Linked DNA regions of Mus musculus: all the other regions are linked to region 1. A link is a contact called in public Hi-C and promoter capture Hi-C data. All regions are on one chromosome and are shown on one strand. The core of a region is the stretch at or near the end of the contact, and the rest is flanking DNA. Distances in the headings are between cores, read along the strand shown. Region 1 holds the start of Selenok (selenoprotein K). Region 2 holds the start of Timm23 (translocase of inner mitochondrial membrane 23). Region 3 holds the start of Ncoa4 (nuclear receptor coactivator 4). Region 4 holds the start of Dph3 (diphthamine biosynthesis 3).

Region 1 (5,391 bases), core at 1,277-3,776:
TCTTCAAAGCCAGACATATTCCCATCAAATATAAGTGAGAAATTGTGAAAGGCTTTGCACGTTGAGGAAAACCTTAGGAGAACTGAACCCAAGAAGAGCAGTAGGTAGAGAAGTTCTCCTTAGGAGAAACTGTGCACATAAGCAAGAATTCAGGAAAACAAAGGGTCTATTGAGGAACTAGAAACCAGAGAGAATAATCTAAGTGGTATCAAAGGAACCTCCCACAGCTAACCAGGGCGTTATGTGGAAGGTGGTGGCTAAAAGGCTAATGAGCAGATTGGTGAGGCTGTATTGAACTGGCAGCCAGAAGTAACACAGGTTGAAACACAGGGAGGCTAGGGATAGTTTGGGATATCACTGCATTAAGGTGCAGGAATAAAATCTAAAGAGGAATGAAGAGGAAGTAACTGGCCTGAGATCCGGGGTTTGCTCCCTTCCTTGTGTGGCTACTGGTGCTGTTTGTTTGTTGAGACAAGGTCTCACTGTGTAACGCCTGCTGGATGGAAACTTGCTATGTAACTCAAACTGACCTCAACTCACAGGACTGCAGCCTAAGCCTTCCAACTGCTCGGCTTACAAGTGTGCACCACCACACCTTGTACAGGGGTACCAGGCGGATGAGGTTCCTGATCCCTTAGCGTTTACTAATGAAGAGTGACAACACTAAATAATCAGGTTAGTAATTCCATGTTGTGATAAGGACTATGAATAAACTGACCAGAGATGAGGAATCAAGGAGAGACACTCAAATGATGACACTCGGGCTGACAACTGAAGGGGAAAGGATGGGGAACTGTCGGTGAGTCAGTTAACGTGTTACAGGAAGAATAGCTATGTGCACGTTCAGGGAGATGAAAAGACTTAGGGCACTCACAAAACTGTAAAAAAAAAAAAAAAATTATTGCCAGAGTGTGTTTTGGGTGGGAATGTGTAGCAGAAGCTAAAATCAAGTGAACAGGTCAGGCTATATCAGTGGATACTGAAAAGGACCTAGTTTGTAAGAGCAATGGGAGATCACTACATTTTAGTGTCTAAAGGGTTTTAAGCAAAACAAAGTTTTGTTTTGTTTTTTTTAAATAAATCATTCTTGTTGCAGTCTGACAAAAGTATAACCAGGGATTTCAGTTAGAAGGAAAAGAGAGCACAGAGAGTGAGAGGCAACGTCATGGTTTAAGCCCAGGTCTAGAAAGGCCCTTGAGAAAAATCACGGACCCAGGTTGGGAAGAGAGCTCGGTGGGTAAAGTGACTGCTACACAGACATGAGGGCCTGGATTTTAGAATCCCCAGCAGTCATGTAAAAGCCAACAGTGGTTGCACACAACTCAGACCTATCCTGGAGGATGAGACAGGCAGATGGCCAGAGCTCCCTAGCCAGTCCAATAAGGTGGAAAACACCCAACTCTCCCTTTCTGTACTGACTGCACACCTCATTCCTCCCTTCCCCTCTCCTCACCCCCACTCCCCGCACCACAAAGGAAACACAACAGGGGCAGCAAGGAATTTTCTTCAAACTTACTGGATGCCCAAGACCTGCCTTCTAACGCATATGTCACGTCTACAATGCTGACAAGCAGAGGAAATTGTCATTCTGAAGTTCATTTGATTTTCCCTAGTTGTGTCTCTACAGCTATTAAAAATGCCACTTCTTAGCTGGGTGTTGGTTACACCTTTAGTCCCAGCACTTGGGAGGCAAGAGACAGGTGGATCTCTGAGTTCAAGAACAGCCTGCTCTACAGAGCTAGTTACAGGGCAGCCAGGGCTACACAGAAAAACAGTCTCGAAAAATAACAAATTCCACTTCTTGAACTTATACAGATCCACCTGCCTATGCCACATGAGTACTGGTATAGGCCTGGTCTACAAAGTGAGTTCAAGGGCAGCCTGGGATACACAGATCCCAAATCAAAAACAAACAAAAACAAGACAAAAGACAAAAACAAAAACCAGCTGGGTGTGGTGAGGCTTGTCTTTCATCCCTGCGCTACGGAGGCAGAGGCAGGCAGATCTTTGCGTTTAGGGCCAGCCTCGTCTACAATGTGAGCTCAGAGCCAGGAATACAGTGTGAGTCCTGTTTCAAAAAAGCAAAACAAATAAACTGAGAGCAGAAATAACCGGCTTAAAGGGAATACGGTCCAGAGGGACTTAAAAGTGAGTTCAGCAAAACCTGATGGTTAAAGCTCTTCATGTCCCAGACACCGCCTCAGAGCCTCTCCCTGCCACTCCAAAAGACAGCAACACATCTGGAAAGCTGAGGAACGTTCCGCCCTCCAAGCCCTTCGAGCCACCTCGGACCCGAACCCTGCGCGTGTCTGCCAACTAGCAAGCAACTTCCGGTCGGCAGTGCTGTGGCCTCAAAGACTCTCGGTCAAACCGGAACCAAGTGAGGGGGGTGGGGAAAAGGACCCTCAAACAATGTTTCTCCTAGACGTCATATCCGGTCTCCTGACTCAGGCAGTATCCACGCCAGCGGAAGTTACTTGTGTGACTGGGCGGAACCTCTAGTCAGGAGTGGTCTCCCAGCAGCCAATGGGCTCGACCCACCTCTAGCCTGACTTGGGTCTGTCAGTGGCCTGTGACGTACAGGGCGGGGCGGGAGGCTAGGTACGGCGACAACAGGGGCGTCCGGTCTTCTCTGTCGCTAGGAAGCAGGCAACCGGAGGGAAGATGGTTTACATCTCGAATGGTGAGTGAGAGCCTTACCCTGGGCCGCTTCTGTCCTGACTCGCCGGGTCCTGAGCTTGGGGCGGCCTCCCCCACACCAGTGGCCGGAAGGAGTGGGAAGCGGAGGCGGTGGGAGCCGAGGCGCAGCCCAGAAGGTCCCCGGGTGCCGCTGGGGGACCCTGAAGCCTCCTGGTACAGCCAATTTTCCGATTGTGGGTTTGCGATAGTGATCCCGGGCGCGGGTGTCCTTAACCCGGGAATGACAGAGACGCTAACCCGGTCCGGATACAACGCGCTTTTGTTTGGGCCGCTAGAGCCGCGTTCTTTGCCTAGCATCTCTTTCATCCTTGTAACTGTTCTATTCAGATGGTGTATTTCTATCCCTGTTTTTCGGATGCAGACTGAGACATAGATTGACTAGCTCGCTAAAGATCACAAAGGCAATATGAAATTTAGGTTAAATTGAACTCAGGTTGGCTCCAGTATTACCTACCATACTGCCTCTATAATGCGTACAATAATGATGGCGATGGTGGTGATGCAGGACTAGCAAGAATATGAAAAAAATAAATAAAATCTGGAGACAGGGTCTCACTTTGTAGTTTTATCTGCCCTGTAACTCACTGTGTACGCTAAGGTGGCCACTAACTCCCAAAGATCCTCCTGCCTCTGACTCCGGAGTAGTGGGATTAAATTAAAGGCAAGCACCACCACGCCAGGCAATACAAAAGTTGTGACAGATTTTTCTCCCCTAAAAGTGTAGCTAGTCCTAAGCCCAAGACTTTACCCAGTTTGAAAGAACTTGGGAAGCAAGTCTCCAATTACTGGAAAAGAAAAAAATACAGCCTGAGAAGGTCGTATCAGTGCCAGAACCATCTGCCCACCTGTGTGACTTAGGTGAGACTCCTTGGCGCATTTCTACAAGACTCTCTTGGGGCCCTGGAAATAGGTGTGGTTGTATCAGATTCATCTCTGTATCTCTAGAGAGTAGGGCGATTAGCAGAAGTCTTAGGGCTGAGAGCACTTTGAATTTCTCGGCTTTTTTCAGGATTTCACCTCCTGATTACAAAGCTTTGGGATAGGTGGTGTGATGGGCACTACAGGAAGCATCATCATTCCATCTTCAGTTTCGAGCGCTCGCAGATTCTGTTATTTGCAATTTAGGTCACTAGCTCATACAGCTATGCACTCAAAAGTGATCAGTGTTCTTCTGCTGCATCCATCTCGCCACTAAAATGTCATGTGCATTTTACCAGTGAGAAGGAGATGGCAAAGAGATGCCTAGAATGAGTTCGCCTCCGAGAATTACATACTGAAAGTAGACATCTATCGAAGGAGTGAACGCTAGATCCCAGAGTTTGACTGCACTCACAGTGGACCTCTGATGTTGACTGGCTTGAAGAAGCCAACAAGTCAAAAGCTGAGCTCATTGGTGTTGCTCCGCTGATTAAAGGCAGCGCCGAGTTGTGGACTTGTGGCACTTACCTCAGTTTCTTTCTTTAATTCTGTAGGTCAGGTGTTGGACAGCAGGAATCAGTCCCCATGGAGAGTGTCTTTCCTAACAGACTTCTTCTGGGGAATAGCAGAATTCGTGGTTTTCTTGTAAGTATAAAAGCATTTCTTTAATTGAGACCAAGTGTTGCTATTTAGTCTCATAGCTGGTTTAGTGTTATAGAGAGTCTAAGCTGTTCTGGAAGTCATTGTAGTCACCCCGCCTTAGCCTCCTAAGTGTTGAAATTACAAGAATGTGCCACCACTCCTGGTTCTGAACTTTTAATGAAGGGTTAGTTGATAATGGGGAAAAAAAAATGTCGACTTCTCAGGCATTTTAAGCAGTTCTGTATTAGATGAGGTCTCAGGCATTTTAAGTAGTTGTGTATTAGATGAGGGGTGGTGTCTGACCATTACGTGCTGTGCTACCTAAACTGCCAGCCAGTTACTACCAGGTCTTACTTACCCTGAATTGAGTAAATATTTGAATGTCTCCTGTTTGGAAAGTCATGAGTAGATAGAGAAGGATACGTCCCCCTTTCATTGAGTATTGGGCTGGCAAGTTTTATGTCAACTTGACACAAGTTAGAATTACTGAAAATAGGAACCTCAATTGAGAAAATGCCTCCATAAGATCAGGCTAGAGGCAAGCCCGTAGGACATTTTTACTTAGTGATTGATGTGGGAGGGCCCAGCCCATTGTTGATGGGGACACCCCTGGGTTCTGTAAGAAAACATGCTGTGGGGAGAAAGGCAGGAAGCAGCACCCCTTCAGCATCAGCTCCTGCCTCCAGGTTCCTGCCCTAGTTGAGTTCTTCTCCTTACTTCCTTCAGTGATGGACTATGACTGTGGAACTGTGAGTCAAGTAAACCCCTTTCCTCTCCAGCTTGCTTTGGGTCCTGGTGTTTCGTCACAGCACTAGTAACCCTAACTAAGTATATTAGTACTGTCAGTTTTCATAGTCAGTGTAATTTAGTATATTCAGTATAATATCAGCCTTCATATTGCAGGGATAGTGGATGAGTGCCATTGTGGAAAGTGCACTTGAGGAAGTTACCCAAGGAGGGACAAGGCCCTGACTTCAAAGTTACCAGTGCAAAATTTAATTACTTTTGCAAATTTTACCTATATTGTTTACTGTTTTGCCTTAGTTTAACCCCTCCATCTAAGAAGTTAGAAAACTGGACTAAGAATGGCATACACTGTTAATCCCAGTATTTAGAATTCAGTCAGGTGGG
Region 2 (5,391 bases), core at 1,983-4,482, 2.2 Mb after region 1:
GTCACAGCATATTTATGCAGCCTCAAACTCAGGCTCCGCCTGCCTCCCAAGTACCGGGCTTATGGGCATGCACCACCAAGCTTCAGCAAATTCCACTTAGTTTATATTGTATTTTTAGCTATGCTGCCTAGACAATTCTGAGAAGTAGAGAGAATGGAAATGTCTGTATCGCCCCTGATCTTGAGGGATCATGACTCAGTCTCTTATTGTCAAGAATGACATTAGCTGTGGATGTTCTGTGGATGTCATTTAATAGGTTGAAGAAGTTGTGGTGGTGCACACCTTTAAACTAGTAAAAGCTTTATCTTACCTGAACGAGATAGCGTGGATCCACATTTAAATAAGGAGACAGGGGGTTCATACCAGTCACTAGAGAGAAAACAGAATGTCACATCGCAACAAAATCCACACAAAGATTTCATATAGGACTCAGCTAACGGTTACACACTGTGAAACTCAATGAATGTAAATTTTCTTTGGGAATTAGGCCTTGCCCCATGCCCTACATTTTCATAAGATATTGGCACTAATATCAAATCATAAAACTCCTAGAAAAATTAGCTTAGTGTTATTCCTGTTTTGGTTTATGTTTACCCTTCCTTTTCACATTCACACATTTCCTTTAGTTTGTGTGTGTGCTAGTGTGCATGTGGAGGGCTCACTGGAGTCCCTTCCACCTACCAGTTTGGTTCTAGGGATTGGACACAGGACACCAGGCTTGGCACAAAGTGCCCATACCCACTCCTCCCCACCTATGTTTGTATGTATGTATGTATGTATGTATGTATGTATGTATAAGCAGTTTCCTTAACTAGCATAACAGCCAAGTATAAGCAGTCTCTCAGGGAAAATAGTAGTTGGGTTAGTTAGTTTGTTTGTTTAAAGATTTATTTATTTTTTTTATGCATGTGAGTACACTATAGCTGTCTTCAGACACACCAGAAGAGGGCATCAGATGGTTGTGAGCCACCATGTGGTTGCTGGGAATTGAACTCAGGACCTCCGGAAGAGCAGTTAGTGCTCTTAACCACTGAGCCATCTCTCTAGTCCTAGGTTTTTGATTGTAGAAAAGTCTATCAAAGCAGATCGTCCACATCACATTTCTAACAATCTTGCTAACAGAATCTCTTTATTACGGCAAGGAGACTCTCTGCTTTCACCCAGAGATGAAGCTTAATGGAACAGAAAATACAGACTTTCAGGTTAACTTTAAATCTACCAACTTTGAAAACAAAAAATAATCTAGCAAGAAAAATTAATGTTCATAGATTTTAAATATACTATTTGGGGTCCTTTTGTATCTTGGTTGATTGCTCACAAATGTATGCACTAAGCATGATTCTATTGATCAATTCTTTTTTTTTTTTTTTTTTTTTTTTTTGGTTTTTCGAGACAGGGTTTCTCTGTGTAGCCCTGGCTGTCCTTGAACTTAGAAATCCGCCTGCCTCTGCCTCCCAAGTGCTGGGATTAAAGGCGTGCGCCACCACGCCCAGCCTATTGATCAATTTTAAGTCCTGTTATTTCAGACTTCCAATTGTTACACAAGCATCCCATCTCATACCAACCATTTCTTACTTTCTCTTATCCCTTCAACACACTTTCTCTGTAGAAATTATGAAATCAGCCCTAATGGCTTTCATCTACAATTAGATCAAATCTAATCCCCCCTTCCTTGCTTATAAAAGCTTGTATTTGTTGCTGTTTCCTGCCTCTCAACTCTTTTTTTTTTTTGGTTTTTCGAGACAGGGTTTCTCTGTGTAGCCCTGGCTGTTCTGGAGCTCACTTTGTAGGCCAGGCTGGCCTCGAACTCAGAAATCCGCCTGCCTCTGCCTCTCGAGTGCTGGGATTAAAGGCGTGTGCCACCACGCCCGGCTTGCCTCTCAACTCTTACAATCAATCTTGTATCAGTTCATTCCCTTGCAACTCTAAAGACAAACTGACCCAATAGCTTCTCAAGAAACACAGCAGGTTTGTTCTGTCTCTCAAGCACTTGTTGCTAAATTCAGGTCACAGCTCTAACTTCAACTCCCAAGCTGTTTTCTCTAACCTGTTCTCCAACAACCTTCACGGCCCATCACCACCACCACCATCTCAGGGTCCTATTTCAATTGCCATGTCATCTATCACTAACTTCTGTGTCCTCACGTTACTCTCCTCAGTAGTATGTGTACTCTCTCACCTTAAGTAGTGCCCTTCATGTTATGCAACTGAGATATCCTAAGATACACATAAATTGTGTCCTGGACTCAAGTTTTGACAGCAGACATTAGGGTTATCAAACGGCTTTCTGAATGTTTTTAAGTGTAAAGGTTTTACTTAGAGGATTAGCAAGAAGAAACACTTTAGTAAAGTGTTATTAAACATTAACTCCCAAGCTCTACTTATCCAGTCGAATATCCATAATTACAAAACATTAAAAGCCTGAAAGACATACTTAGGTGATTGAGAAGGGCCAACAGGCTGGGAATTCATGCCTCTGCATCTTTGAATTTGCTTATATCGCTTTCAGAATTTGGCTCTTTTTTCTTGTTTAAAAATCTCTTAAAAGTTTCGTTTGCTTCCCCAGCTCCTTCTGATTTCCTGAATTGTCTCTCACACGCACAAAGAACGAAAAATGTTTTCGCCTAACTGGTTTAGAAATATTTAAAAGCCGTGTGAAAAAAAATTAATAGCGCGCTTGTTATTTGGAATGTTTATTTCTAGAACTAGGGTCTCCTAACAGGGCCAAGCATACAGAAAAGCGTGTGACGAGAAAAGACGGGACGGGGCACTAAAGAGGAGGACATTTTGTGTTTCCTCTCGAAACTAGGTCACTAAAAGAGCTTCCCGGGGATTTACGATCCCCCAAATTCGTTCAGCCTTGAAACCCAATCACCGGCGGTGAATCTCGTAAAGGCGAGCAGGAAAAGGGACAGGAACGTTACACATTTCTAGCTGTCCCAGGAAGGAGTCAGAAAGGGGAGCAGGCGAGGCCCGATACTCACGCGGGACGCCGGCCAAATCAGCGTTCGAGTAACCCGCTCCTCCGGCTCCGAAGAAGCCAGCTAACCCGCTGGTGGATTTGTTGCTACTTCCTCCGCCACCTTCCATGAGGTCGCAGCAAACGGCGGTGGGCTCGCCACCACCACCTCAGGCCGGGGACGTATGCTCGGCCGTGGCCGCGACAAGCAACAGCGGGAAGACCCGCGTTGCTCCTGCCACCTTCACCACGCTGACCTTCCGGGCGCCGGCTCCCGTGAAGTATCGCACTTCCGCTTTACGGCTGTGTGCGGCCCGGAAGTGGGAAGCGCGAGACGGCTGCTTTCCGGTGGTGGGAAAGTGAGCCTGGAGCCGGAGCCCGATCTCGAGCCGAGTGGAAGCGGCGCGTCCCGGGGCTGGTGGGCTCCCTGCTGCCGAGCGGAGGCAAGCGGCTGCGCAGCGAGGGTCTCGCTCGAAGGCCCGAGGAGTGGCAGCCTCCAGGCGGGCCGCTGCGGAGAGGGAATGGTGCGCGGCGCGCCGAGAAGGAGGCGCAGTCCGTCCCTGTCCGGGTTAGTGAATGAGGCTCTCCGCCCGGGCCGGCCCGGGGACTGTGTGCTGCGGGTCCCAGCATGAGTGCGGGCCCCGGCTGGGAGCCCTGCACGAAGCGGCCCCGCTGGGGCGCCGCTGGAACTTCTGCGCCGACTGCCTCGGACTCCCGGAGCTTCCCTGGCAGGCAGAGGCGTGTTCTCGACCCCAAGGACGCTCCCGTCCAGTTCAGGGTCCCTCCGTCCTCGCCAGCCTGCGTCTCGGGGCGGGCGGGACCGCACAGAGGCAACGCCACCTCGTTTGGTACGTGGGAAAAAAAAAATCTTTGTCCTTGTTTCAGTGTGAGGACCAGGAGACTCCAGTCACTCCTAACTGATCTTGTTTCCACCACTCTGATGACCCCGATGTTCAATCACTAGATGCCACTCCAATGAGAGGCGCTACAGTTTTACTAGTGGCATGTGTGTTGTGGAAAACTTTGTTGGACAGGTAGTTACCGGACCTCCCCGGGATACTTTCCTCAGCTTGGATAGAGAATTTGCCCTGTTAAGGAAGTCTAGTTGTGTATGTGAAGCAGAAGGGCGCTTCAGTCTCCAAAAATCGTAAAGAAAGTTGTTGCAGTAGACTCAGTGAGAGCTGACTTCCAGAGTGCAGAGCTGTTAGCCTTAGCTTGCTGGATTGTATTTGTCCCTGGCACACGATGTTGAACACGAGGAACTTGGTCTCTTCTTTCGTACCTTGAAATCTGTGAGGAGAGAGAAACAATAGCACAAGTCAAATACCTGTAACAGAGAGTAATGGATGTTGTTGTTCATGAAGGAGCCATTGTTTTGGTAGGAATTAAGTATACTTAAGTTAGTTATGGTAGTCCAGAAGGTTTGGTACTTACTGTGAGTACTGGAGAAGAAAGTAAAGAGGTACTTCAGATATGCAGTGGGTGCGCAGAATCAACGGTGGAATGGTGAGAGATGGGCTGCAGAGAATTAGGACAGTGATCCTACTCTGCTGAGTAAGTGTGGACAGTACTAAGGATCTTGAATTTTACATTTTCAGGGCAGTGAGAGGCTATTAAAGAGTGTTCAGTTGTGTGAAGGGGCGGGGTAAGGCAAGGACTTGGTTAGTCTTGTTTTCTTGAACTGTCTGTATATGTTTGGTGTATGGAAAATGGAAAAGAAAACCTGGTTGAAATCTCAGGACTAAAGGAGTTGGTCTAGATGGGGGATGCTTTACACTTAGACCCTGCTGCAGGCAGCAGTGAACAGAAGTGGATGCGTACTGGAGGGAATGCCGTGTCCTGTCCTTTTGTAGCTCAGAAGAAATACACCTATGCTTGAGAAATGGAGTTCTTGGTGTTAAAGTATAATGGACTCTGTAAGTGTGGTTTAGCATACAATGGTTAGTATTGACAGTAAAGCAGCCAAGGATAGAGCCTTTAGGAACACCTGCCTTTTAGGAGAGGCCTGAGAGAAATGGTCAGTGAGGATGAGAAAAGTCTACTGTTCTTTACGCAGAGTGAAGAACATTGCTGAAAGCATGCATTGGTGAGCAGTGTAAGAGCTGGGCAGACACCAGGGCAGAGTGGACTCTTGTCTTTCTTGGGAACACTAAGAAGCAGACTTGAAGTAGGTGTTTTGTTGTTCTTGTTTGTTTGTTTTGAAACAAGGACTCATTGTGTAGTCCCATTTGGTCTGGACCTCAGACCTGCCTCCTAAACACAAAAACCAAAGGGACTTAATCAGGTGCATCCCTGCCTCTGGCCTGATACGAGTCTTGAAATAATAGGATGTCCAGTATAAATGAAAGAGGTAGGTATAATATAGCTAGAAGGAACAGCGTACCTAAATGCTGTTGGAGCTGGAACATGGGGATGCAGAAGGCTCAGGTGAG
Region 3 (5,391 bases), core at 1,721-4,220, 2.2 Mb after region 1:
TGTCACTGGGGCCTTCCTCTCACAGGACAATGTTCCCATGGGTTTGGGCCATGTAGGCTTGGGTTGAGTGTCCAGTGTCCTGGTAAATTGTGAGACAACTTCCTGCCAGTGTCTCTCTGCATGGCCAGGGAGGGCTGCAAATTCTGATGTTCTTGGAATCAGATGTCCTTTTCCTTTAGGATAAAATTCTGGGTCTTTTTTTGTTATACAGGGCATTGAAATGGCTGCTTTTATACACTTTAGCCAGAGCAGTTTATTTATTCTTTGGTCTTTAGGAAAATATTTATTATTTATTTATGCGTATTGTCTACGTGGATGTCTACGCACAGAAATGCAATTACCCATGAAAGCCAGAAGGTGTTGACTCCCTGGGGCTGGAGTTAGAGGTATCCTCAGGGTGCTGAGAGCCAAACTCCCATTCTTTGAAAGAATAGAAATTGCTTTTAACCACGGACTACATTTCTCTAGCCTGTAGCTTTGCTGAGACAAGGTTTCTCATAGCCTAGACTGGCCTCAAGTTCATTGTGTAGCAGAGCCTAGTCTTAAACTTCTAATCTTTCTGCCTCTACCTCCAAGTGCTGTAATTATAGCTGCATGCCACCATGTCCCAAGCCTATAGATGGGCTTTGAGGGCAATGACTCCTAAAATCGTGTGCCCCTGCATGTGCAGGTGGGTTTTCCCATGATGCTTTGTTTCTACTATCTTCTCCCTGGGATCCATGACCCTGGTCTGGGATGGCTCTCTGCCCCTGTTGGTTGGGTGAGCTCCTCTTCTAACTAGATACCACACAGAGCTGGGACAACCCTTCTCTTCCCACAGTCTAGCACCATTATCGATGACCACTCCCTGGACAGGGAGGGTTGGGAAGACAAGGTTAGTACAAGATTTCCCGTCCCAGAGCGGCCTAGCCCTGCCTTTGGCCTGTTAGAACTTCCCAGTGTCCTTCAGTGCATGCAGGGTAGAATGTAGGACCCTTGTTAGGGATGGTCTCTGTGACTCCATGGCACAAACAGGTACAAATGCTTCTAGCCAAGTGATGCCCTTACATTCCAGGAGACAGGAATGTGTGTAGTCTGCTTCTTGCACAGAGCAGTAGGGCTGGGTGAATGTTTCCTCCCTTCCTAACGTCTTTTCTTGTCTCATTGACAGCGCTACTAGGCCTTTGAGCTATGACAAAGACAACTGTGATGTACAATTCCACCCAGAGAACTGCACCTACAGTGTGGTGGATCGGAAGAACCCAGGGAAGACCTGTCGAGTTGACAGCTGGACTATGTAAATGTGCTTCGTGTGGGCCCAAAAGTGGAGTAACATTTGAACCTTGTATGATTTAAATTTACCAATCATAAGCTTGCAAGGAGGTGACCTGTAATCCCAGCACTCAGAAGGCAGAGGCAGCATATCTTGAAAAACTCAAATAAATAAAAAAACAAACAAGTAAACAAGTAAACAAGTTTGCCAACCATATTTGTATTAACTTAATGCATGTTATACAACCAAACAAATCAACCCAACAATACCAGGTACCAGTTACAGCATCTTTCCTGAGCTCCAACAGGTGTCATGCATGTGTGCTTTCCTATGGGGCCCACATCCATTTCCACCACTTCTACAAATAAGGCTCTTCTGCCTGCATCTTGTTTCTGGTTTAGGCTAGAGAAGTGGTTCAGTGGTTAAGAGCCCCGAAGCTCTTCCAGAGGTTCTGAGTTCCCAGCAACCACATGGTGGCTCAGAACCATCTGTTTCTGCTTTACAATGGAAAAAAGCATGTGTGTTCATGATGAAACCAGACTTCTTCTTTGTCCCTGGTACTCTCATTTATCCTTCCTTCCAGTTACTTAGGTACCCCCTCTTTATCGAGTCCCCACATCACACTGTGTTTGCATAAGGTTAGAACAGGTTAGAGATACTGGAGAAGGGGCTCTCTAGACCTCACGCAGTCTGACAGGAAACTCAGAAGCCGGACTTCTGTGGGTGGTGGGGCCTAGCTCTAGGGTCAGTTAGGTGTGGCATACAGACCAGCTAAAATACACTGACTTGAAACTGTAACATTAATTCTGACATTTATTTACTCAATATTTAAAAAAAAATGTAGCATGTTTTTCCTAAGTTATAAAGCCCATCAGCCTTGTCTTAGTCACTGTTTTATTGCTGTGAAGAGACACCATGACCATGGCAACTCTTACAAAAGGAAGCATTTGCCTGGGCCATCTTTACCATTTCAGAGGCTTTGTCCATTATCAGCATGGCATAAAGCAGGGTGGCCTGCAGGCAGAAGTAGCTCAGAGTACTACATCCAGATCCACATGCAGCAGAAAGAAAGAGTGAGCCACTAAGCCTGGCTTGGACTTCTGAAGCCTCAAAGCCAACCCCCAGTGACATACTTCCTCCCCCAAAGCCACACCCACCCCAACAAGGACACTCACTCTAAGTAGAGCCATCTTCTCATCAGTAAGCATTCAAACACGTGAGCCCGAGAGGGCCATTCTTACTCAAACCACCACAAACCCCAGAGGAAAAAAAGAGTTTATTTTCTTTATTTGCATGACTCTTTTTTGCCTGCATATATACATCTGTACCGTGTGCACGCCTGGTGCCCTTGGAGGTCAGAAGGCACTGGAACCAGGAGGTATGGGTGGTTGTGAGCCATCCTGTAGGTGGCTGGGAACCAAAACTGGGTCCTCTGCAAGAACAGGAAGTGCTTTTTTTTTTTTTTTTCAAGACAGGGTTTCTCTGTGTAGCCCTGGCTGTCCTGGAACTCACTCTGTAGACCAGGCTGTCCTCGAACTCAGAAATCCGCCTGCCTCTGCCTCTGCCTCCGGAGTGCTGGGATTAGAGACTTACTGATAGGCACGAAAATGATCCAGACTAAGGGCAGGGAGTGTTACTGCATGCCTCCACGTTGAGCTCTAAGAAGACTTTGCGCAGGCGCGGAAGGAAATCTCGCGAGACTGTCAGAACACTACCGAGAAGCGTGGTAGGGAGGCCATCCTATCGCGAGAACTCTGTCTTCAGGGTCCGGATCCTTCCACGGCTAAGTGTCTGGGTCGGTCTAAGGTCCGCTCGGATCACCGGAAGGAGCGCTGCCAGCCGGTAAGGACGAGAGTGGCCGGCGGGCGCGCTTCCTCTTCTGCCCTGTGCCCTTCTTCGCTCCGGCCTGTGGCCTGTCCTGCCCTCCCCTCCATTCTTCCCGACCCTCGGGTCCGGGACCACCATCCCACCTGCCTGCACGCGGGGCCCAATGGCCCTTCCCTTCCCCAGGTCACGTCTGCTGTGATCGCCTCTCCAGTCCCCGCGTCGCGCCAGGCCAGAGCTCCTCTCCCTCCCCTCGTCCCGACGCTACCACTTTTCCTTCATGCCCAAGCGCTGGATCTGTCTTCTCTCCTCTGTCCTGTCGACATGTTTCGTTCCTGGGCCACGATTGCAGCCTGAATGCTTCTCTTCCATCCCTTTCCCTACATTGCCCTGACTGTCCTCTGGGTTTATAGCGGTGACAGCCCTGTTTCTCTGGTCCCAGGCGGGCCTGGTTTCCATTACTGACCCAGTGCACATTTGCCCCTATTCCTAGTGGTTTGGCAAGGTGGAATGACTTCTGGAGGCCCACTATCCGTTTCCTTCTCCCAGCAGTCCCTTTAAATCGTTTGATTCGTCCCTTCAGCTGATGAGAAGAGAGAGCTTGCAGAATCATTAATTCATAGCTCGGGCGTTCATTTGCTATATGCTTAGGGTACTGAGGATATAGTAATGTAAAGAAGTGGACGTGCTCCCGGCCCTGATGTGACTTAGCCCTTGCGGTGGGAACAGTATGGGTTTAAGTGCTACAGGCTGGAACTTGGGAGGATGGCTCAAGAATGACAAGTCAGAGGGGCTGGAGTTATCTGACCCTCCTGCACACAGCTCTCCTGCTAGTGTTGTTTAGTAGGTAAGGGCCTGCCACCCTGGCGTCCTTTTGGAAGGACTTGACTTTCCACCCACTTGGTAATTTGGAGTATGGTCATAGACCTTTTGAGTTACTTCCCTGGGTGTGTATGGGACAGGTAAGGCTGTTGGTTCTCCGTTAGCATCCCACTGTGATGTTTCTGAACTTTTAAAGTACATTAGAACATTGGAAAGAATTTCATCCTGTGTGACAAACAGGAGACTAATTTGTACTGCTCAGCAGGTCGCTTGATTTGCTCTGTGGATTTTTTTGTTTGTTTAAGAAGAGTGTCAGATCCCCTTACAAGCCATTGTGAGTCACCTGATGTGGGCCCTAAGAACTGAACTCTGGCCCTTTGATAACCACTGGGCCATCTCTCCAGCCTGGTTTGTTTAGTTTGCTTGAGACTGGCTGCAGGGATCCTGTTGGCTCTGCTGGGTTTACAGACGTACGTGCCACCACACCCAGGTGATTTGCTCTTTGCAAGATTTACTCGCCCGAAGAATTGTTCTGCTAAGTGAGATAATGGGTAGCTGCTGGCACTAACAGTCCCTGCATTTAGATCTCTTTTTTCTTTTTTTTTTACCTCCTCCCTTGGGTCTTTGAGCCTTTCGGAAAATAACCTAGACATTTAAAGTTTTCAGATTGAAGTTTGATGATGACGAACGTGTCTGTCTCTACAGTTACGTTATTCTTTTGAGGAAAATTACCGAACTACAGATGAACTAAGATGCTTCTTAAAGCATCTTGTATCTAGTTTTAGAAGTTAACTTGACTCCCATGGCCAGTTTATGAAAGCAGTGCAGGTTGCTTGTGTCCCAGGGATCTGTATGTAGGTCTTATAGAACTCTGGGTGTCCCGGCACACACCCCTTCTGCACTTGAGAGTCTCTCAGCTAGCTTTCTGGGCCTTTGCCCACACAGTGTTAACACACCGGTCAGTACTTATAGCAACTCACTGAGCCTGTTAGCCACCTTTTTTTACCTGTGCTTCTTATTTCAGAAATCTATTGTTGTCTGTGAATCAGTGGCACAAACGTTCTGCTAGATGGCAGATTCACCATCGTCTCCACAGGAACAACACCACTGTGCCTTTCTGTTCAAGACCTTAAATACTTGAATGACTACATAAACCTTAAACGGCCCCTTCAAAATACCTGGTGCAGATGAGGGGTTTAGACTCATACTAGATCATAGCCAAAAGGCTAAGAGGCAACCAGACTCAGACTTTTGGGTGTAGAAGCCTGTGACTACAGGTATCCTATTTAACCCTGTTAAGCCTATAAGAGTTGCTAAGTTGAGCTCTTCTGCTCTAGGTGTGTCACCAGTGGTACTCTTGTTTCTATGCTTGTCTCTTAGAGGGGCTGTCAGTTGTCCTCAGCTTGCCTTCTGTGACTGTTAAATCTAACACTTCAGACATCATTTGTAAGCTTATCGTCTGTATACCTGAATTAGATAGATTCACAGGCAAG
Region 4 (5,391 bases), core at 1,006-3,505, 2.1 Mb after region 1:
GAAAATCCATTTATAGTATTATAAAAATGCCAACAAATTTAGTTTAAAATTTTTATGACTTACGTACCAAGAACTAACTGCTGCTCAGGGATGGTCTGTGCTGTATGGCCTCAGCCCTTGGTCTTCCTAATAGATATTAGTAGCTACCCCAGTTGACACAACTGGAAACAAAGGAACATTCAAAGACTTTTGGTTTTTTGTTTGTATGTAGGTATGTACCCCACATGTGTGGGGGGTGCCCGTGAGGGAAGAAGAGGGCACCAGATTCCCTGGGGCTAGAGTTGCAGGTGGCTGTGAGCCACCACTGTGGAAGATGTAAATGGCCACTCCTTTTGGAAGCTCTTAGCCTCTAATCCATCTCCCCAGACCCAATAACACTTTATTTTTGTACAGAGAGCTGGTGTCAGCACTAGAACCAGAATCTAAAAGTATACTGAAGTTTAGCCCTGAGGTCATTAGTTAATATGCAGTGTCTCATAAATATCTTAGCTAGGGAGCAACCAGTTCCCAGAAATAAACACATCACAACTATCAAGTTTTTATATTTCAGATCAATATCTGGTCATTCAAATATGTAACCTCTTCAAAATGAGTAATAAAAAGAATGCCTTTGTGTGTTTCCCAACATATACCTGCAACAGTAACTACTTGTAAATGAAGTTCACACTCTGATCTTTCATGCTGGTTTATGCCAGCTACCACAAAAACTTTCCCAGTTACTACACATCCTCTACAGTGTGATTCCCAAGGAGTCAGTCCCTAGTCTGTCCATTGTTCTTTGCTCCATAAACCATTTTAAAATAAGAATGAATCATTACATTTCTATTATTGTCTAAATTAACACCTGCTTCTCCCACAAAGTTCTGTGCTTTGGTCCAACTTACCCTATAGTCATTTTAGAATTTATCCTCTAGACTGTTACATTCTGTACTTAGACTCCAAAGCACTAACTGAGCTTTGGGTGGGAAGTAAAGATATTTACCCCTTTTCTATTGCCATTCCTAATGGATACAAAGGAACATGGAACTGTAACATTACATCTAGGAACTATATCTCAAACAAGGTAGATTCTGTACATAAGCTAGGCAAGCAATAAAATGCAATCTTCTAAAAATATCCTAGAGCTCTGAACAAACTAAATATTAAATACAAGAGAAATGTCAAAAGGAAGAACATCAATTAAAATAACCATAATTTTTCATTCCTGATTAAGTCATCAATTTTCATTACAAAGCAATTTCTTTATTGCCCTTTCCAAAGTGATCATAAGTTACATAAAAGGCAGATCTCTGTGAATTCAAGGCCAGCCTGGTTCACATCATGAGTTCCAGTATAGCCAGGGCTACTTAAGGTCCCTGTCTCAAAAAACAAACCAACACCCAACACTCTTCCGCCCTTTTCTATCAGACAGGCTCCTTTAGGCCCTTGTCATTAGCTCACACCACCCATCCCCTTTAACATATCCCTTACTTTGTCATAAATCACTTTTATAATGAGTGAGCAGCTAGGACACGTGGCCACATCTTCTCCATTTTCCAAATCTTCCTACAACGCAATCAAACAACATATGGTCAGCATAGCCTTTCGTCAACTTCCCATAAATCTCTCCTATGTCTATGGGCAAGTCTTTAGTTGGGTAACAACACAAAGAACTTTCCTCCCAAGTGTCATCTAGGAAAAAAAAACAGGGAGATTAGATTGGTTCGATCGCCTCCAAAACCCTGGGGTACAAAATCAAGTTCCCTTCTTCAAAGAAGCTCCCAGGGGAAAAAAAAATAGAAAAAAAAGAAAAACACTTAGGGGCGGGACTACGGAGAACAGCGCCCTTAACCCGACCCTGTATGCTAGACAGCCTAGGTTACTACTTTAGGGGCGGGGGTTCGGAAGAACACGTGGGTAACTGAGCCTTCCCAGGGACACCGGAAGCGACAATGCGCAAGCTCGAGGGATCGCCGGCGGGCCCTTTAGAGTACCTTGGTGATGGCAAAGTTATCCCCACAGGGGCAAGGGTAGAAATATGTCTCCGAGTCCTCGTCATATTGAAAGTCCTCGATCTCCACCTCGTCGTGAAACACCGCCATGGTCACCCGGTCGGCACCGCATCAGCTTGCCTACCTGCGCCCAGGCAGGGTAAGGCCCGGTCTTCCCGGTCCACCCTGGCGCAGGAACAGTCACTTCCGGACGCACAGGCGATGACGTAACTTCTACCGCCGCGGCCAAAAGGGTGACCCGGTCGCGGTCGCCATGGAGATAGCGCCGGAAAGATGGTGCTTCCTGCGCAGCAGCGTTGCGCAGTTCTCCGTCCACTGGGTGCCAGCGACCAATAGTGTGAAGGGCTCCCTCTCATGGCGGTTACGTCAGTCCGGGGCCCGGGGAGTTTGGGCTTGGGATATAAACGAGTTTTCTATGCAGGTGGAGTCTTGTCCTCCATAGCTGACTTCAGAGGACATTAAAAGAATTGGCGGAGGCTACGCCCTCTTGAAAGGGGGAATCATTGAGGCTCAGGGAGCCACACAGCGTCCTCTCCAGTTCTCGGCCCACAGCGCTCCTGCAATTGCGTTTCAGGCGACCTTGAACTCTGAGTGACTCTTGGCCTGTTATGAGTTCTTGCCTGCAGGTACATCACTGCCTCTCTCACCCCAGCCACTTTCTGATACCCCGGTTGTGTTGTAGAGAACCAAGATCTGCAAGACAGGGGCGAGTTCTAGCCATATTTTAAATATTCACTGCAGTGGTGGGCACAGTAGCTTTTAATTATTGGGGTTTTTAGTGGGCAACCTATATGTTAAACTTGATCTTGAGGTTCAAAAATCCATTTTATTCATCTTTAACATAGATTTAGAGACTGGGCATCTTGCCCAAGATTGCATACCTAGGCCATAACGATGAGCCTAGCTGTCTCTAAAGCCCAGGAACAAATTATTTATGTGAACTTTAGTTCTCGGTAAAAGGAATGGTGTTCCTGGTATTTTCGTCAGCGTGCAGCCTCTTCTTTGAGAAGCACGTTGTTCCGAGAGCCGTGCTGGGCTTGTTCCGGTTACAACCAGGGACTTTGGAGTAGTGCTAAGCAGTTACTCATCTCACTGGAGGAGTGCAGTGTAGTGAAAAGTAGTATGGCAGAACTGGATTCCAGTTTGACTTGAAGAGCTCTGGGGGTTGGAAAATTACATTCTTTGGTTCTTACATCCTCTTCTGAGAGTAGATCCTTTGGAATCTAACATTCTTTTGCACGAGAATGAATAGTTCAGCAGTCATGTATGACTTATGTAGTTTACATTTCTGTAACAGTGTTTAAGTATGTACAGTTGTGTGCATAAATTACCAATTTTGTGCATGTTTAAAGGACACTATATTTTGAAGCCTTTTTGAAGTGTGAAAACCTATGGGCAGAGAAGCCTTTGGGAGGAAAAAACCCAGAACTTAAGTGTATGGAAGGTTGTTTCAAAGATCTCCATTCCTTTTTTTTTTTTTTTTTTTAACATAATTGAAGATCTAAATAGCAATTAGGAGATCTTTGTAGCCTGTTGCAGGTTAGCTGTAGCCTGTCTGGGCAGAAGAGAAATGCAGTGAAAGCCTTCTATCTTTATGGGTATAAATACTTCCCAGGTAACCTCTGGGACACAGGAAGAAAACTGATTTCCAAGTGTCTGTCTTTAGTTCAGATGATCTTTAGTTCTTATGAGCCATTCTTGAATGCGCAGAAATGGATGCAGTTGTTGGTAGGGAATGGCCTGGCAAGTATATCGATCTGTAACCCCAGCATTGATGCAAGCAGGGGCAGAAACAGGTGGATCTCTGGAGCGCAGGGGCCGACAAGTTGGTGAGCTCCATATTGGGGAGGCTACCGGCCACACGAGGCTCGTAGTGTGTATAAGTTCTTAGGTCTTTTATTTAAAAAGCAAACACACAAAAGGCTGAAGAGCTGGTTCATCAGTTAATATCACTGCTGCTCTTCCTGAAGACCGACGTTAAATTCCTAGCACCTATATTGAAGTTAGTTATGTCTATAACTCCAGTTCCGGGCCACCCTTTTCTGGCCATGTGGTTGCTGGGAATTGAACTCAGGATCTCTAGAAGTGTAGTCAGTGCTCTTAACTGCCAAGCCATCTCTCCAGCCCTGGACCTGATGTTTTAGAAAGCAGTTCAGACCCATCAAAAACAAATTTCTGGGGCATCTTAAAGACTGAAGTTATAATCAGCTAGCTTTTCTTTTTAACTTCTCAACAAATCATTTGTGTGCATATTATTTAAAATAGTAAAGGAAAAACTTAATGAGCCATTTATTTATGGTAGTTGACACTGGGTTCTGGATAATTCTTATGTGTGTTTGATCATTAGAATAACACAGTGAGGGCTGGTGAGATGGCTCAGTGGGTAAGAGCACCCGACTGCTCTTCCGAAGGTCAGGAGTTCAAATCCCAGCAACCACATGGTGGCTCACAACCATCCGTAATGAGATCTGGTGCCCTCTTCTGGAGTGTCTGAAGACAGCTTCAGTGTACTTACATATAATAAATAAATCTTTAAAAAAAAAAAAAAAAAAAAAGATTCACCTTAAAAAAAAAAAAAAAAAAAAAGAATAACACAGTGAAGTACAGATGGGGTGTGTCTTTAGCCCTGGGAAATGAGGTCTAGGGGCTGAAGAATTCGCTAAGGCAAAGCTCAAAAGTCACGATGCCAACTTGGACTCTTTTGGTCCTAGAACCTAGAACTCTTTTTTGTTTGTTTGTTTGTTTGTGGTTTTGTTTTTTGTTTTTGTTTTTTTCGGGACGAACCAGACTGCCTGGTCTGTTTCTGGCAGAATGAGAGGAAGCCAGCAGGGCTGTTCCTACAGTAGGAACCTCTCAGCAAGTTGAAGGGCTCTGATTCCCAAACATTTTTAATACTGTCCTACCATCTCTGGCCGCTGTTCTACCAGAATCTTTTTTTTTTTAAAAGATTTATTTATTTATTATATGTAAGTAAGTACACTGTAGCTGTCTTCAGATACTCCAGAAGAGGGGGTCAGATCTTGTTACAGATGGTTGTGAGCCACCATGTGGTTGCTGGGATTTGAACTCTGGACCTTCGGAAGAACAGTCGGGTGCTCTTACCCACTGAGCCATCTCACCAGTCCATCTACCAGAATCTTAAGCTAGAGTCTTGACTTCCTGCTTTAACGTGGGTGACCATTTAAAAGTACCAAGATCATGTCCTTGTTCTGAACTTGGTTCAGTTGCTGTGAGTGCCCTTCAGGGAAGTTTCACTTTGGACACACTTTGGACCTTCACTTTGGACACATAGGCACATGTACGGGTTCCTGGCATTCTCACCCAGCTCCTCTTAACTCGCCAGCGTTGTTTCTTGCTTGGGCTTTGTTCCTTCCAAGATCTCTGCTGCAGTGTGCTTCAT

What was found. Promoter capture Hi-C pulls out the DNA fragments that hold promoters and counts their contacts. A called contact is a pair of places that touch in the nucleus more often than the background predicts.
Region 2: a promoter capture Hi-C map of pre-B cells shows a contact between it and region 1, with 12 times the contacts expected there. The contact joins the promoter of Timm23 here to the promoter of Selenok in region 1. A contact is called at or near these places in 3 of 39 promoter capture datasets (liver and pre-B cells), 1 of 115 datasets of contacts at active chromatin or transcription factors (thymic regulatory T cells) and 2 of 9 other capture datasets (adipose tissue and liver).
Region 3: a promoter capture Hi-C map of liver shows a contact between it and region 1, with 4 times the contacts expected there. The contact joins the promoter of Ncoa4 here to the promoter of Selenok in region 1. A contact is called at or near these places in 2 of 39 promoter capture datasets (liver and pre-B cells), 2 of 484 Hi-C or Micro-C datasets (both in CD4 T cells) and 2 of 115 datasets of contacts at active chromatin or transcription factors (bone marrow-derived dendritic cells and thymic regulatory T cells).
Region 4: a Hi-C map of B cells shows a contact between it and region 1, with 6 read pairs. The contact joins the promoter of Dph3 here to the promoter of Selenok in region 1. A contact is called at or near these places in 3 of 39 promoter capture datasets (erythroid cells, liver and pre-B cells), 5 of 484 Hi-C or Micro-C datasets (B cells, CD4 T cells, CD8 T cells and 2 more), 2 of 115 datasets of contacts at active chromatin or transcription factors (memory CD8 T cells and thymic regulatory T cells) and 2 of 9 other capture datasets (adipose tissue and liver).

Annotation. Positions count from the first base shown.
Region 1 is chr14:29,965,854-29,971,244 of GRCm38.p6, forward strand. Selenok (selenoprotein K) reads left to right here and starts at 2,527. Exons shown (of 5, transcript NM_019979.2): 1 at 2,527-2,683; 2 at 4,173-4,263. The coding sequence starts at 2,665.
Region 2 is chr14:32,198,659-32,204,049 of GRCm38.p6, forward strand. It overlaps Timm23 (translocase of inner mitochondrial membrane 23), which reads right to left and starts at 3,233. Exons shown (of 7, transcript NM_016897.3): 1 at 2,985-3,233; 2 at 311-369. The coding sequence starts at 3,090. Parg (poly (ADP-ribose) glycohydrolase) reads left to right here and starts at 3,313. Exons shown (of 18, transcript NM_011960.3): 1 at 3,313-3,807. The coding sequence starts at 3,588.
Region 3 is chr14:32,156,917-32,162,307 of GRCm38.p6, forward strand. It overlaps Ncoa4 (nuclear receptor coactivator 4), which reads left to right and starts at 2,971. Exons shown (of 10, transcript NM_001033988.2): 1 at 2,971-3,094. Msmb (beta-microseminoprotein) reads left to right here. Exons shown (of 4, transcript NM_020597.3): 4 at 1,151-1,411. The coding sequence ends at 1,280.
Region 4 is chr14:32,083,437-32,088,827 of GRCm38.p6, forward strand. It overlaps Dph3 (diphthamine biosynthesis 3), which reads right to left and starts at 2,256. Exons shown (of 3, transcript NM_172254.4): 1 at 1,974-2,256; 2 at 1,471-1,545. The coding sequence starts at 2,081. It overlaps Oxnad1 (oxidoreductase NAD-binding domain containing 1), which reads left to right and starts at 2,292. Exons shown (of 8, transcript NM_145460.2): 1 at 2,292-2,617.